Regions from separate parts of the Drosophila melanogaster genome. Here region 1 is linked to region 2. Evidence: chromatin contacts called from public targeted proximity ligation data. All regions are on one chromosome and are shown on one strand. The core of a region is the stretch at or near the end of the contact, and the rest is flanking DNA. Distances in the headings are between cores, read along the strand shown. Region 1 holds the start of Prosbeta2 (Proteasome beta2 subunit). Region 2 holds the start of dlp (dally-like).

Region 1 (7,794 bases), core at 3,615-6,114, 370 kb after region 2:
GAAATTCCAAAAAATACGCGGATTGAAGCTCACTTGACTGGCAGTTAATAACAAGCATATATACATGATAAAACACCAGCCACCTGTGGCACAATACAAAATTGAGCCCGGCAGAAGTATAGTATATATATATAGTATAAATAGATGAAGCCCTCGACTTGACTCGACTCTTTCCATCAATTGGCCGATTTCCAAGTGCAAGGCGACCGGCGACTGCGGTCTATCATCAATTCAATTATGCCATCCCATCCTCCATCCCATCTCATTTGGTTGATAGGAAGTTCCGTCTGTGATCGTGGCCTTGTCGCATAAATTATCATTACCATGTATGTGCGTATATATACTTAGTATCAGATGCGTTTTTCTTTCTCCTTTTGGGCCGTAAATGTAGCCGTAAATCAACAGGTAGGAAAGATCATTGTCAGCAGGCGACGAAAACAGGGCGATAGCACGATAAACGGACGCATTATGGATGCGGAAATCCAAAAGAAAACAACAATTGAACGGATTCAGATACAGATACAGATACAAAACGAGAAACAAACAGGCCTCAATCGCTTCGCTTGTTATTTATTTTTGTTGGCTAAGCCTTACAGTTTTAATTGAAGTGCACACAATCATTACAACGTTGTCCCATATAAAGTTAACACTAAACAGCCGACTGGATTAATGGCAAGTTTGCACATGCGAATTGGATAACAATCGACTGCTGAGAGAGGGCAACGTGTCGGAGTCGAAGAAATACGTTTGCTATTTCCATAGAATGAGTGTAAACATGGGAAAAAGAAAATTCCCCATACCTAGCATTATAAACAAAGTGCTTAAAAGGTTTAAATTAGAACAAACAGTTGCTGCTCATAATGTGAACCCAGCCAGCGCTATATAGTAATGCATAACGTATAGATTAAATTGCAAACTGCAGAAATCACAAGTAATTCACATGCAACAAGAATTACTCAATGCAGTCCCAAGGTGCTTATTCCTTAGACTTTTACCTTAAACAGGAAATATTTTCTCTGGTTCTTAAAATTACATTACTTTTACACTTTTTATTTTCAGAACCTGTTGCCGCTTGCTTATCACCGAAGTCTTTACTTTCCCTCATCGTGAACCACAACGATCTCCACAAAAACATTGCCTACCGCAAGCTGCTCATTAAGAATGACGTTAGCTCAACTGATGGCGTCCACAATTCTGAAGAGGAATACAACGAATTCATCAACTCGGTGCGGATCACTCCGCGAGCTTTTATGAAACTCTGTCCAGCTCTATTAGCCCAGATCGATAATGGAGTTTGCAAGCAACCAGCTGTACGATCAGTAAACCTTAACGATAAGAACCAGAAGATATGGTACGGTAGGTATCTATAATTAACACTTTGTTATACAAGATAACTTACCTATATCGATTTAGCTTGGATCTATGCCAGCATCACTATGCTTATACTGTCCGCTTGCGGATTGCTGGGCATTCTTCTGGTTCCTTTGATGAAGTCGGCTGCCTATCAGGAAATTCTCAAGTTCCTAGTTTCCATCGCTGTGGGCACTTTAGCTGGCGATGCCCTGATGCACTTGCTCCCCCATGCCCTTTTCAAGGAGGAAAAGCACGAGGAGGAAGTCACTGGTATCAATCCCTTGGAATCTGATCACAAACATAGCAATGAGGCGGCTCTGCTATGTGGTTGTACTTTCCTGGCTGCTCTATTCATGTATATGCTGGAGAACCTGATTCCGCTGCTAAAGGGCGGTAAGCCGGGTCATGGACATAGCCACGGACATGGTCACAGCCACGGCCGCAGTCATGGACATATGGAGAAGCCAGCTGCAAAGGATGCTATTGATCTGCCACCTCCTCGAGAGCTCAATGTGATGTTGCAGGAGGCCAAGCTGGATGAGAAGACCCCCGATCGACCGCTCACCCCAGTAGCCTTCATGGTAATCATCGGAGATGGCTTGCACAATCTGACCGATGGTCTGGCCATAGGTGCAGCCTTCGCAAGTGATCCGGTCACTGGATTTGCTACCGCCTTTGCCGTTCTCTGCCATGAGTTGCCACACGAACTGGGCGACTTTGCTCTGTTGCTGCAAACAGGTGTCTCCATGCGAAGAGCCGTCTATATGAACATTGTTAGCTCAGTTCTTAGCTTTGTGGGCATGTCGGTGGGTCTCTTTATTGCTGGAATTGGAGACGGCATGACCCAATGGATTTATGCAGCCACCGCTGGTTCCTTCCTGTATATTGCTTTTGCCGATCTGGTGCCCACAATGAGTGTGGCCCACAATCCGGAAAAGGCCAAAGATCCAAAGGGTATAATAATACAAATTTTTGGTATCCTTCTGGGTGGACTGATAATGTTGGCTATTGCCCTCAATGAACACGATTTAGAGGGCCTGTTCAAGAGCTTTTAAAGAATAGCTCTGAGTCTCAAACAGCTTTGTTAATTTTGTTTTCTTATTGTAGATAGTAGTTTAAGAATATGTTTCTGTGGAATCTCTGATTCTCTTGCTTCTTTAAGCATGCCTTACTTGTTAGAGATGAAATCGTTACCAAATGTTAGTCTGTGGTCAGCTTTATGTATGATTTAAACAGCACCTTCCTTAGTGTTATTGAAACTTTAATATTAAAATATAAATGTTTTTAAAGAGACAATTAAAATAAAAGAACTGTGAGCAAAAAAGAGAAACCCTAGCATTGGCAATTAAAAGAATATAGAATCATTAAATCGTAAAATAAGACCAAAGTGTTCTTTTATATAAATTCTGCCTTACGAATGCTAAATCTATAAATAATAAGAGCTATCCAGAATTTCATTCCATAAGATAATTAGCTTGTAAGTTAAAATGGTAAAAGCAGAATTTTGTTTGCTCATATCCTTTTAAAGACGGATTTTCTTTGTTATAACAAATTAGGACGCTCTTTAATGATTTACTTTTTTAACACTTACAGTATAGTTTTAAATATTAAAGAACGTTTTAAGATAATTGCAGTTGTTGTTGTTCCTCAAATGGTTCATTGGGCAGTCGTGCGGGGCTCTAAAATGTGTTTTAAATTTGTGACACAGCTCTTTATCGAAAAACGTCGAGATATACTCACAGGTTTCTTAGAACGCTCCTCCAATACACCAAATGCAACATGATTCAGTTGGAAGCCAGACGGCAGTGCAACGCCCTGAATGCGATAGAAAGCACCAGAGGGACCCTCCTCCGCAACTTTGTGGGCAGCCGAGATGACGCATTTCCCCAAAAAGCTGGTAGACGCCACCATTGGACCGCGTGAGATGTCGATATGATCACCCAGGCGATACAAGGTGACCCTTCCATTGGTCTGCTGCGAGATGCTGGGCAACTGTTCGCTCTTATACTTGGAATCCTTGAACATCTCCTGGGCCAGATCCTGTTGGACGTCCAAACGCTCGATGCGCAGATCCTGAGCAGCCAGTTTAACCATCTCTGCCGAAAGGGCGCGCATCTCTTCTTTTCCTGGCTCCCAGTTCTGGGTTTGGAGCACAATGTCGTGTACGAAGCTACCTGATTTGACTGTGAAATGTAATAGGAGTAATTTTATAATTTGTCTCGCTTATAGAATATTCCAGACAGTATTAGTTTTAAGATATATATCTATGAAATTTTCATCCAATTAAAAGGGGGAAAGACGAAACCTAGTAAAAAAAATATCCTAATCTTAAATCCTAAAAAGTGATTCTGCTTACTATTGGGTCCAGGAAAGCTGTGGAGCTGAAGATTGGCCTCCGGCTTGAAAGCGCGGTTCAAGGCGGCTCCCAACATAAAGCTGCAAGTGCGCCAGAATGCTCTAAAAGTAAACAACATAAGCAAGTTTAATATAAATGCCATATTATAAATAGTATAGCACTCACTTGTTGACCACATGTGGCTCGGAAACATGGAAGTTAAGCAGCTGCAGAGTACAGGATTCCTGCAAGGGTCTGTGCATATCCCAGGGAACACTGCCGTCGATCAAGGCCAGTGCCGATCGCTTACAGTGCCCCTCACTCAGATGCTGGGCGCAATTGAAGGGCGTTGAGATGTTGCCGTTCATCACCAGAGTGACATCCTCGGGAAGTCCCAGATACCGCACCTCGATCTTATCGATTCGACCCACTGCATCCCGTTGACGGCGCTGCTCCTGGTTGAACAGGTCATTCCGCTTGGCTAACGATGCAGAACTGCCACTAAAGTTGGCTGTAGGGATAATTAATAAGTTAAAAGACATATTTTATAGTACAGTTTCAACAAATTGAATTTAAATTATGGTTGACTATCTAAAATAATAACTGGGATCTATAGAAATTCTAGCGATTTTTCCGCCAAGACATCAACGAACTGCCATCACTAGCCGAAGAGCTCCGCGGAACGTGAATGACTGCCGGCATTATGTAAACCACTTCCTCCATCTTTGGTCAATAAAAGGACTCCTAATTAGTGTTACTTACCCTTAGTTCTGTATTGTTGAAGCTGCCGCAGGGCGCACCAGCTTGTTTTATGTAATTTGGTGGCCGCAGACATGGTAAATTACCAAAATACTCTTCAGGGATGCAGTTCACAAAAGTGATGGTACTATGCCAAGATGGTCAGGTGGAAACAGTATATCGATATTTTTCAAACATGACTATTCGCTTACAAAAGATAAGGGGCCTTCCTAAGCACTTATTGCATGTATACTGCGGGGAATATTTCCAAACATTAAAAAGTTTTAAAATTATACAATGCAACATTAAAATATTAAAATAATACAACATTGAATAATTTAAGTTACATAAGTCAAATTATTAATAACGTCAAATTATTAATAATTTATTTCTTCAATACTATCGCTCTAGTTGAGTCCATGAATATATATCGATACAATATCGATTGTACTTCCAGCTCTAGCAAGCATTTAACAATTTTGTTTGTCATCGCGCTCGGCAGAATTAAAACCTTAGTTTTCCTTGCTAATATAGTTGAATTGAAGAATATATATAATGGATTTGGATAACGCACGCGATCTGCCCCGCGCTGGTTTCAATTTCGACAACTGCAAGCGGTAAGAATCGTCCAAGTTGTTCAGCAATACCCCATCGGCTTTTATTAATTGGTGTTTTATTTGCTTTCAGCAATGCAACTCTTTTGAATCGAGGCTTCAAGCCACCGACCACCACCAAGACGGGAACCACAATCGTTGGCATCATCTACAAGGATGGTGTTATTCTGGGCGCCGATACGCGAGCCACCGAGGGACCCATTGTCTCGGACAAGAACTGCGCCAAGATCCATTACCTGGCCAAAAACATATAGTAAGTCCACCGACGGTATGCGCCTTTAAGTGCACAGGGAACCTAATAATACTATAAGAGGGATTACGGTATTTTTTCCTGCATTTCAAATGTGGGCCTATTTCCTTGTCCTCGCCGGCTTAGATCAATTTGTCTCCAATTTTAAGGGGCCCGTGTTTTAAGTTGAGGATCTTAGGGTGTAGCTTATGTTGCTCTAACTTAAAAATATGTGTACTTTCTAACATGCAAGTATCTCCCAATACCTAACGAAAATATTTACCTTCAGCTGCTGTGGAGCTGGAACCGCTGCGGACACTGAGATGACTACGGATCTCATCTCCTCCCAGCTGGAGCTGCATCGCTTGCAGACAGATCGTGAGGTGCGCGTTGTGGCCGCCAATACGATGTTGAAGCAGATGCTTTTCCGCTACCAGGGTCATATCAGTGCCGCTCTGGTGCTTGGTGGAGTGGATAAGACTGGACCCCACATCTATTCCATTCACCCACATGGAAGTTCGGATAAGCTGCCGTACGCCACCATGGGATCGGGTTCCCTGGCCGCCATGACCGTTTTCGAAAGTCGCTGGAAACCTGACTTGTCCGAAGAGGAGGGCAAGAAACTGGTGCGCGATGCCATCGCCTCCGGAGTGTTTAACGATCTGGGTTCGGGATCCAACATCGATCTGTGTGTTATCCGCAAGGGCAGTGTTGAGTATCTGCGCAACTATGAGCTGGCTAACAAGAAGGGCAAGCGCCAGTTGGACTACCGCTTCAAGACCGGAACCTCAACCGTGCTGCACACCAACATTAAGGACCTACTCGTCACCGAACGCGTCCAGGCGGTGCCCATGGAGATTTCTTAAAGCGATTCCCCTTTCTACCCTTTTCGTACATTTATTATAATAAAGCTTCGGCAGGATCTATATGGAGTGGTTCAATAAAGGAAGCCATGCTTCATCTTAAGTTGCTGTGTTTTTTTCTGGGGTTTTTATTAGACTAGCGATACTCCTAGGCGGACAATGCTTTGGTCATTAACGAACTCCTAGCCAGGGACCAAAAAATAATTATATTACAATGTTTTCCAAATTTAAGAATGTTTCCACATGGTTAGGGCACAGTGTCGAGTTTTGGTCCATCAATCTCTTTGTACTTTTACGATCCAGATTTTAAATAATTATTTTAAATTTAAATATTACCATGGAGCAATGATTTGAATTATTAAATACATTTAAATTAGGTAAAACAAAAAGGGGGTTTTGGTGATTTACGGACCCTGGCATAAATTAAATAATAACTATAAAAGAACATTAAAGCTTAAGAATTAATTTAGCTAATATCACATGGTACAGAGGGTCAATTCCTTACAGTTGAAGGCACTTTCCATCTCCTTAGAATAACGGGTTAATTGGCACCAAGAATTCACTTGATTGAGTCAGATCATACACACTCCTTCTAGGACTATCTTAAGCTATGATTACTCTAGAAACTAACAAAAGTAAGGGGAGTATCCAAATGGCGTGGGGACCATAAGATGTAGCTCCATTTGGCGTGGGTTCTAGTAGATGCGATACTGTCAAACAGGATAGAGCTAGATTGGTTGTAATTCTGGGTGATTGGGCATTGATTAGGGAGGATATCTTCTCCGCCTCCCGGGCGCAGGCCTCCAATTGAAGGTGAGTCGGTCTCTTGATACTGCTGGACGGTACTATGGCCACAAAAATGCCCACTTCCATGGTGAGAAATCCAGTCAGTTGACATTCGCTAACCTGCACCAGTCCATCCAGCTGCTGCAGCACTCCTTGCAATGTCAAAAGAGTGCTGCTCTGTGCCCTTAGTCCGTACATGGCGCGATCGAATTGCTTTCTGGAGTAGATTATCCTGAAGGCTCCTCCAGCACACAGGGGGCAACATGCTCCTGGGGGAACTATCAAGCGACAATGCTTGGATACGGGAGCGGGACACTTGACAGTCCTACAGCGTCTTCCCATATCGCTTACCAGTAGTCCCACCTCCCGACATCGACCCACATAATCCACCAGCACATATTCCGCTCTGGCCGCATAACTACTTTTGTAAGTCACTCCATTGATGCCACAGACTGGTGAAGGTGAGGTATTAAAGCGACTGGATTGACAGGCGGACCAATAGGCAACTTGACCCTGAGGATTCGCTTTCAGCAGGGCACAGGCATTGGGATAAGTCCGTCCCTGGGAATCGCATACCTCGCCCTGATGAAAAGTTGAACAGTTGGATGCGGTGGCATTGACTGCAATGGAGAAAATATATATATAATTTAAATTTATTTTTATGAAATATTTTTAGAATTAAAAAAAAAAATTAAGTAAAATGGTAATCCTTCTTAACTTACCACACACGTATTGCAGACAAGGTCGCTGCATGCTGGCCAGGCACACCTTTCGGCTGTCTAAACACTGAGTTCCGGATGGACAACTGTTTGGAGGTGCTGCCTGGCAGGCATTCCGAGCATTGCATGCGCCGTAGACGTAATCTCCCTCTGGCAA
Region 2 (7,170 bases), core at 4,511-7,010:
GTCGAAAACGTATCCAAATCAGACTCTGCAAAATGAGCTACTTGCGATCGATAGGTACATATACAATAAGTTTTATTGTCATTCTTTCCTCGCTCCGAGCAAATGTCAAAGTGGCCAAAATACCAATTGATATAGTATAGTGTTCTTTAATTAATTAATTGTTTAATTGCTCGGTGCAGAAATCTCACGCGTCGAAATGTCGCCGGCTGACGATAATTCCTTTGCCACAACTCATGGAAACAAAAAGGCCACCTACACGGTGATATGCATCAAGATTGTGGAACTGGTGAGTTTTTGTTAAATTTAAATACTCCTTTAAATGGAAATCTTTTGAATAACTTTTAAAAATCAGATAAGAAACTAGTTTCATGGTGTCCAATTACATTTTATAAAGATTCAGCATTTTGAGACGGCTTCCCAGTAATGCCTAAATTGTTAAAAAAAATGATTAAAAACACAAATAATTTATGAAAACTATTCGTCGTTTCCCATAGTGCCTGCTTATATGCTGTTTGGGTCTGATCGACGAGCCGGCCACCAATTCTCATCTGCGGGTGTTCATCACTCCCCGAGTGGCTTCCCTTTGCTATGTGACCTTTGGAGCACTGACCATCTACACGGCAATCTATCTGATAATGGCGCTCTTCGGTGATTTGTATGCTTAAAGTTTGATTTAATTAAAATGCTAGTACTGATATATTTAATGTACACATAGGACTCCATGGCGTACGGCTACTTTGTGGAATCTAGTGGCCTTTGTGCTCTTCGTGGCCGTAACCGCCCTGCTTTTCCGGGATTGGTCCACCACCAAGGATCGCAACTACTGGCACCCGAATATGCATCGTTTGGATCTCGTGATGGCTTCCGCCTCGATTGCCTTGGTTACCTCGCTGGTCTTCTTGCTGGACATACTCATCACCCTGCGTTTAGGTGTCCACGGTGATCTAGAATGACATGGTCGATCCCGTGAAGTTTGGCGAGAAAGAGATATACATTCGATTCTCGCCTAGCGTGGACTGTAATATTTATAGCTCCAGCTTAGAAGTAAGAGCCCCGTTCACATACCCGTCTCCCAGCTAATTGTAATCCCACAAGAAAACAAATTGCCATCATCGAATCGAAAATGTACAAAATCGACGTCCGAGGAGGTTTAAAGTTCTTAATCGGCTGCCCTGTTTTGTTTTTTTTATAAGCTTAATACATCGAGCATCACGAATGTTATATCTAATTCAATTAATAAATAAGATTCAACGCAAATAAATTTTGTACGAGCGAATAATATCCCAAATTAATAGTTTTTCTATTAAAACTGTCCAAATAAAAACGTCTTATTTAAATGTATTATTGATAATTAATGCGCTTATTATATACAAAAATAGTAACTAACGAAAAAAAAAGATGATGCAACTTTTAACGAGGCGAAACAATATGTCGTGATAAAATCATTAGGAGATTTTTAGTCACTTGGATTTTATGAAATATTTTTCAATGTCCTGATCGTTGTTTATCATCTGCAGGCCATGAAAAGTTTCCTTTATATAGCACTTTCCAGCATCGCCATCTCCTAGAGATTTATGGTCCATTTTAAAGGTATTAACAGACAGGAAGTATGAATATCTTACCTAAGCTTCCATCACAAATGCGCTGAGTGAGCAATTTTGCCAAAGCTTTGAAAAGCTCTTTGGTGGCTATTTTTCGTTTATAATACGGATTGAGCCACTGCACCACATTTTTGCTGACATCTGTTTTTTGATGGTTTCTGGTTTCTGGTTTTGTATCCTTTTGCAAAACTCTGGAGTCGGATCCTTCCTTCTTCAAGTTCGATAACGATTCCTTTGACGTTTTCCTGTGGGATGCTTTGTCTTTACGGTCTTCCTCTTGCTTATGTTGTAATTCGTTGTTTTGTAGCGATCTTTTGGTTTCCCTACTTTCTAATTTCTTTTCCTTAACGTCTTTTTTGTCCAAACATCTTTCGTTAAGTTTGTTTTTCTCCAGCATTTCCCGGGCTGAAATAAATCCCAGTTTTTCGAGTTTGTTGCTTGACTTATCGTCCCCTTCCCTTTGTTTGCTCCTCTCTAACATTTCTCTGGCTGAAGTAAATCCAATAGAATCGGCCCTGTTTTCTAAAACTCTCTTTTCACCATCCTTAATAGGTAATTTTTCAGGTACGCCCTCGAGTTTTGAATTATTTTCTTCGAGCATTTGTCGAGCAGTTTTAAAACCATTCAAAGATTGGTTAGACTCCTCTGACTCGCTTTTAAAAGAACCAAAAAGATGCTGCATACTGGACTTTGTTTTAATTGACTCCTTCTCTTTGGGTTGAGTTTCATGCGAAACTCTTTTCCTGCGGTGAGTGTCATAGCTTCCATCACCATTTGACATCAATTTAAATTTCCTTTCTCCAATTATGCTGTCGGGCTGGAGTTCAAGCTCACGATCAGAAGAAGAACTTTCTGGGGTCACGGATTCCTCCTTAACATGATTGGAAGCAATATCTTTAGGTGTGCTTTCTTCTAAATCCATCTGTTCACTTTTAATATTTACACGTTCTTCCTGAATTGGCGAGTCTATTGGTTCTTCTTTAATTTCTTTTTTAAAAAAAGAGGAAATTGAAGTCTGCTTGCTATTTTCCTGTTTAAAACCTTTTCTGTCTTTTAGGGCTTTTGGAACTTCCTTAAGGCTTTGTGGCCTTTGTTCTTCTAGTTCTTTGAGTTTCCGCTCAAAGTACGCCACGCTTCCACCTGTCCAAGCACCTTTAGAACTTGTTTCAGGCTTCGGAATATAGTCCACCAAAAGAGGCAATAATTTAGTCTGTTCTGTGAGTTTCTTGATTGTGGATATCTATTAGAAAAAGAAGTTAACAATATCATGTATATCTTGTGACAGTTAATTATTCTTACCTCTTTAACTAAGGCATGGCGGTACATATTGGCCACCTTATTCTGGCGAAACACGTCATATTCCATATTTACTGACATTGCCTCATAGTCATTGTATTTTAATACACTTTTTGGCTGCTGCCCTGGTTCATCTTTGCACTTGTCTACATTGGCTTTGAGTGCGTCGATTAAAGCTGTCAAATATTTTTCCCGATGAGTGGCCTGAAGACCTGCGATTTTCTTTTCAGTGGCTTCTGCCATTCGAACGCGAGATATTTGAGCAATTGTTTCCTGTTCCAACTGCCTAGCTGCACTAATTTGCTTTCGAAGATTAAACTGCTGCTTAATGAAATCCTGTGATTCCTTTTTGGCTCTCTTGGCCATTGATGAGTGACTCTGACCAGAATCGTCATCTGAGCCAGATTCACCGCCTGCGTACTCCTGGGCAGCACGCTTTATACCTGGTCGGCCGCCTAGTAGGATATAAAAACAAGAGAGAGCGCTATACTCGACCTAATCGACTATAAGATACTTTTTGACATATAATTAAATAAAAAAAATCATTCCAGAGATCCCGCTAGGTCCTTAGACCTTGACGTTCATATGGACGGACAAACGGATGTCCAGATCGACTCGGATAGTAATCCTGGTAAAGAATATCCATACATAAACGCTTCCTTCTACCTGTTACATACTTTTCATCGAATCTAGTATAGCCTTTTACTCTACGAGTAACGGGTATAAAAATATGGCTTTAAGATCAGAAATAGCTAAAAAGATAACGAAGTTTTAAAACTCACCCTCATACAGATCTGCGCAATCCTGTAGCGAAATGTGCGACTTAAAGGCATCATCCATACATAATCGATGAAAAATCTCCAGTGCTTTTTCCGCTTTCTTGGGACGCTTGCAGACATCGCATTGCCCACTACAATCTGGAGTTGGATCTCCAAAGAAATCCGAAAAGAGTTTATGCCTGCAGGTTGTTCGCTCGCAGAATTCCGTGATCTTCTCAAATTGTTTGATAGCTCTCTCCGTAAGCAGCTCTTTGTCACCACGACCCCTGGCTCTGTGGGCATCGTTTTGAAGAAGGAAACGTATACTCCGGACGTCTTCCCGTCCGTAGTATAATCTACAATATGACTGCAAGCCATCGCGTCCAGCGCGACCAGATTCTTGATAATAAGCAGCCACATTTTGGGGTACATCCCAGTGGATAACGAAGCGCACACTTGGTTTGTCCACACCCATTCCAAAACTATTGGTTGCACATATAATGGGCTGATCACCCCGCATCCACGCTTCCTGGACTTCAGTACGTTCTCCTGTTTTCAGACCAGCGTGATAGGCTACTGCTCCGATTCCCTGTTTAGTTACCCCTATCGCCATGCGCTCCACTTGGTCTCGAGTCCGGCAATATACGATTCCGCAGCCTCTTTGTGGCTTGGGTGTATCCTTAAACTCCTTCGGATTGCCCAAGCAGTGTCTGGCGAAATCTGCCAGGTGCTGAAAGTCATCTTCGATAGAATTCTTGTAAACAATGTCATAGAAGAGGTTTTTCCTGAAGCTAGGAGTGCTAAATTGAGCCACGGGTTGGTGGAGGCGCAACTGCTTATATATATCCTCCTTGACTTCCCTTGAAGCTGTGGCAGTCAAAGCCAACCAGATGACGTCGGAATATTTGGAACGCAGCTCCCCCAGCTTTAGATAGTCCGGTCGAAAGTCATGTCCCCATTGGCTAACACAATGCGCCTCGTCGACTGCAAAGTAGGCAAGCTTATTGTGTTTATGGAGGGTTTGCAGCAGGTCTTGAAAAAACTTGGTGGCGGCCTGTTCCGGGGTTATGTAGAGAAACTTCAGGTTGGTTCTCACGGCCTTTAAGTCCATTATAACACGATCCCTTTCTTTGGTGCTCATCTTGGAGTTCAAAGAATCCGCCGGCACTTTCAGTTTGGTTAAATGATCTATCTGATCTTTAATCAAAGCCAAAAGCGGAGAAAAAACAATGGTTATTTGATTCTCTGACATCAAACCAGGCAATTGGAAGCACAGGGATTTACCCGAGCCCGTGGGCATCGACACATACACATCCTGCTTTTCTGTAAGAGAATTACGAGAGGTATTATCTGCGAGATTGGGTAAGAATTTGGCCAATATTCACTTTTAACAGCGCACTTCACGGCTTTTTCCTGTAGATCCGATTTGAATTTCGAGTGGCCAAAATGCTTTTTCAGCGCCTCGTGCACAGCGCTTTCATGCGCCATACTTGGGCTGTTATTTAAATTGCGTTTTATTTAAATAAACATTGTTTTGCTTCAGACCAAAACTGGTTGCCGCCAAAACAGCTGGTTTAGAGATGAACAATGCGGCTAGATAGTGGCTTTCGATAGTGTGGACCTTCCTTTATCGATGTCACATATTTCGAATAAATTTAGATGTCCACACTATTTGTTTTGTACACAAAATATTTTAAATGTGATTAAATAGGCATTCATCTCGCCTATAAGCGCGACATGGAAGTTTTACTTTTTGTGATTAAATTATTCAAAAACCATTTAGCTTACCAACCAATTAATAAATATACAGTCGTGTGTTTGCAAACAAAAAAAATTTATGGTATGTATAATTGTATATGTATAATAATTTATATGTATGTATGTATTAACAGGACCAATCTATTTCTTGTAAAACTTTCGTTATTTTATTTTTAAATTTCACAACTTTCTAACAAACGTTTCCCAGAATGGAATTCTCATAGCCTAGTGACACTGTACATACCTAAAAACGGTGTAAGGCGATAGACATCGATAGCCGCGGTCACCAATCGATAAGCGCAGGCTGAAAAGAATCGACGGTAAGCAGTCGAAATTCAAAGAGACTTCTCAGTCAAAATTTTATAGCCGACTCGCGAGCACGCGCTGTGCTGCTTCTTCCTGCGTTGCGCGCTTTGCTTTCAATTCGCCTTTCGTCGTCGCGGGTGCGTGTGTGTTGGAGCGAGTGCGTCTATGTGCAGTGCGTGTGCCGCTATTTGTTAATTGTTAATAATCCCGATTTAATAACACCCGACAACCATGTTGCACTTCAATTGCTTCTGAACGCAAAATGCGCACTGATAAACGCAAACGACAAAAATAAGTTTCATAATAATAATAATGCCGGCAAACAAAGCGGTGTATTAGTGTGCGTATTTCAGTGTGGGTGCCTGCGTTTGCCAAAATTATTTACCGCAAAAAGAACAAACACAGTCAAAACGATTTGAATCCCAATCGAAACTAAACGACAACAAACGCCGGTGAAATTAGCCCTGTCTCTCGCTCTCTCTTTCCCCTTAAAATAAAGAAAGAGTTATCAAAATGCTACATCAGCAGCAACAACAACAACATCTGCATTGCAGAAGAAAAGCTACAGCAACAACAACTGCCCGCCTTGTGATATTCAGCAGTCCTCTTCTACTATTACTACTCACCACCCACTTGCCGCCCACCTTACAAGCGGACAATGGCCCCGCCCCCCAAGTGGCCGCCCTTGCCGCCCCCAATCCGGCGGGTGGCGTAGCAGGGTCTTCGATCATCGATCAATTCAGTCCGAATTGCAGTGCTGTGACACACATTTTCCAAGCGAGAGGAATCGATGCCATCGAAATTCCCCAAAAACCCAGTAACGGTATGTCCGATATTATATACCAATGGCTTAATAAATACCTGTCGAGAAATATTTATTATTGTAAATATTTAAATTTTAAACAAAGTTATAATTACTTCTTGTGGGTGAAATGTTCAGATCATAAAAATTTTTTTTTAATTTTGAAATACGCTTTAAGTGAAGGATATTAAAAAAAAAACTTAAAGATATTTTCAAGAACTCTGGTACTTTAGTAGGCTTATTATAACTTATTGCCTTCCCATATGGTGTCATTCAAATAGTACAAATTTTAATTTGTAGCGATGTTTAAAGTGCGAAATGGTTGAGGTAGTGCCATTCTTAATGCAAAAAAGATAAGAAAATCCATATCGTGGCAATCAGATCTTTTAAAATGTATACTTACATTGATATATGTAGTATGGAAAAGTATGGTTAGTATGGAAAAATGGACTATAATCTTTAATAAAGTTATTTAATAAGCTTAAAGACCATATTATTTATCCAATGGAATTAAAAACTCAAAGCAACTAATATTGGTATTACCCGAAAAAGAATCCGTATATTTCATAACAATAGTAAATTGCCGGAGATAAGAAACAAGTTTGATTCGCAAAGGAACAAAGAGAACTCGTGTATAAATTGGACGATT

What was found.
Region 1: a targeted proximity ligation map of the Kc167 cell line shows a contact between it and region 2, with 2.5 times the contacts expected there. A contact is called at or near these places in 2 of 107 Hi-C or Micro-C datasets (the Kc167 cell line and eye imaginal disc) and 1 of 7 datasets of targeted methods (the Kc167 cell line).

Annotation. Positions count from the first base shown.
Region 1 is chr3L:14,995,087-15,002,880 of dm6, forward strand. It overlaps Prosbeta2 (Proteasome beta2 subunit), which reads left to right and starts at 4,865. Exons shown (of 3, transcript NM_079352.4): 1 at 4,865-5,043; 2 at 5,114-5,293; 3 at 5,559-6,233. The coding sequence starts at 4,982. The coding sequence ends at 6,135. It overlaps mRpL39 (mitochondrial ribosomal protein L39), which reads right to left and starts at 4,580. Exons shown (of 5, transcript NM_079351.4): 1 at 4,451-4,580; 2 at 3,875-4,199; 3 at 3,710-3,810; 4 at 3,094-3,536; 5 at 2,895-3,032. The coding sequence starts at 4,523. The coding sequence ends at 2,973. Zip71B (Zinc/iron regulated transporter-related protein 71B) reads left to right here. Exons shown (of 4, transcript NM_001316435.1): 3 at 1,060-1,356; 4 at 1,414-2,897. The coding sequence ends at 2,408. It overlaps Reck (Reversion-inducing-cysteine-rich protein with kazal motifs), which reads right to left. Exons shown (of 8, transcript NM_140476.3): 7 at 7,641-7,794; 8 at 6,152-7,538. The coding sequence ends at 6,736.
Region 2 is chr3L:14,626,841-14,634,010 of dm6, forward strand. It overlaps dlp (dally-like), which reads left to right and starts at 5,761. Exons shown (of 8, transcript NM_206353.2): 1 at 5,761-6,542. The coding sequence starts at 6,233. It overlaps RecQ5 (RecQ5 helicase), which reads right to left and starts at 5,237. Exons shown (of 5, transcript NM_168591.3): 1 at 5,041-5,237; 2 at 3,680-4,978; 3 at 2,901-3,352; 4 at 1,623-2,841; 5 at 1,320-1,564. The coding sequence starts at 5,143. The coding sequence ends at 1,461. CG9628 reads left to right here. Exons shown (of 5, transcript NM_168590.3): 2 at 1-54; 3 at 180-286; 4 at 495-655; 5 at 716-1,334. The coding sequence starts at 33. The coding sequence ends at 953.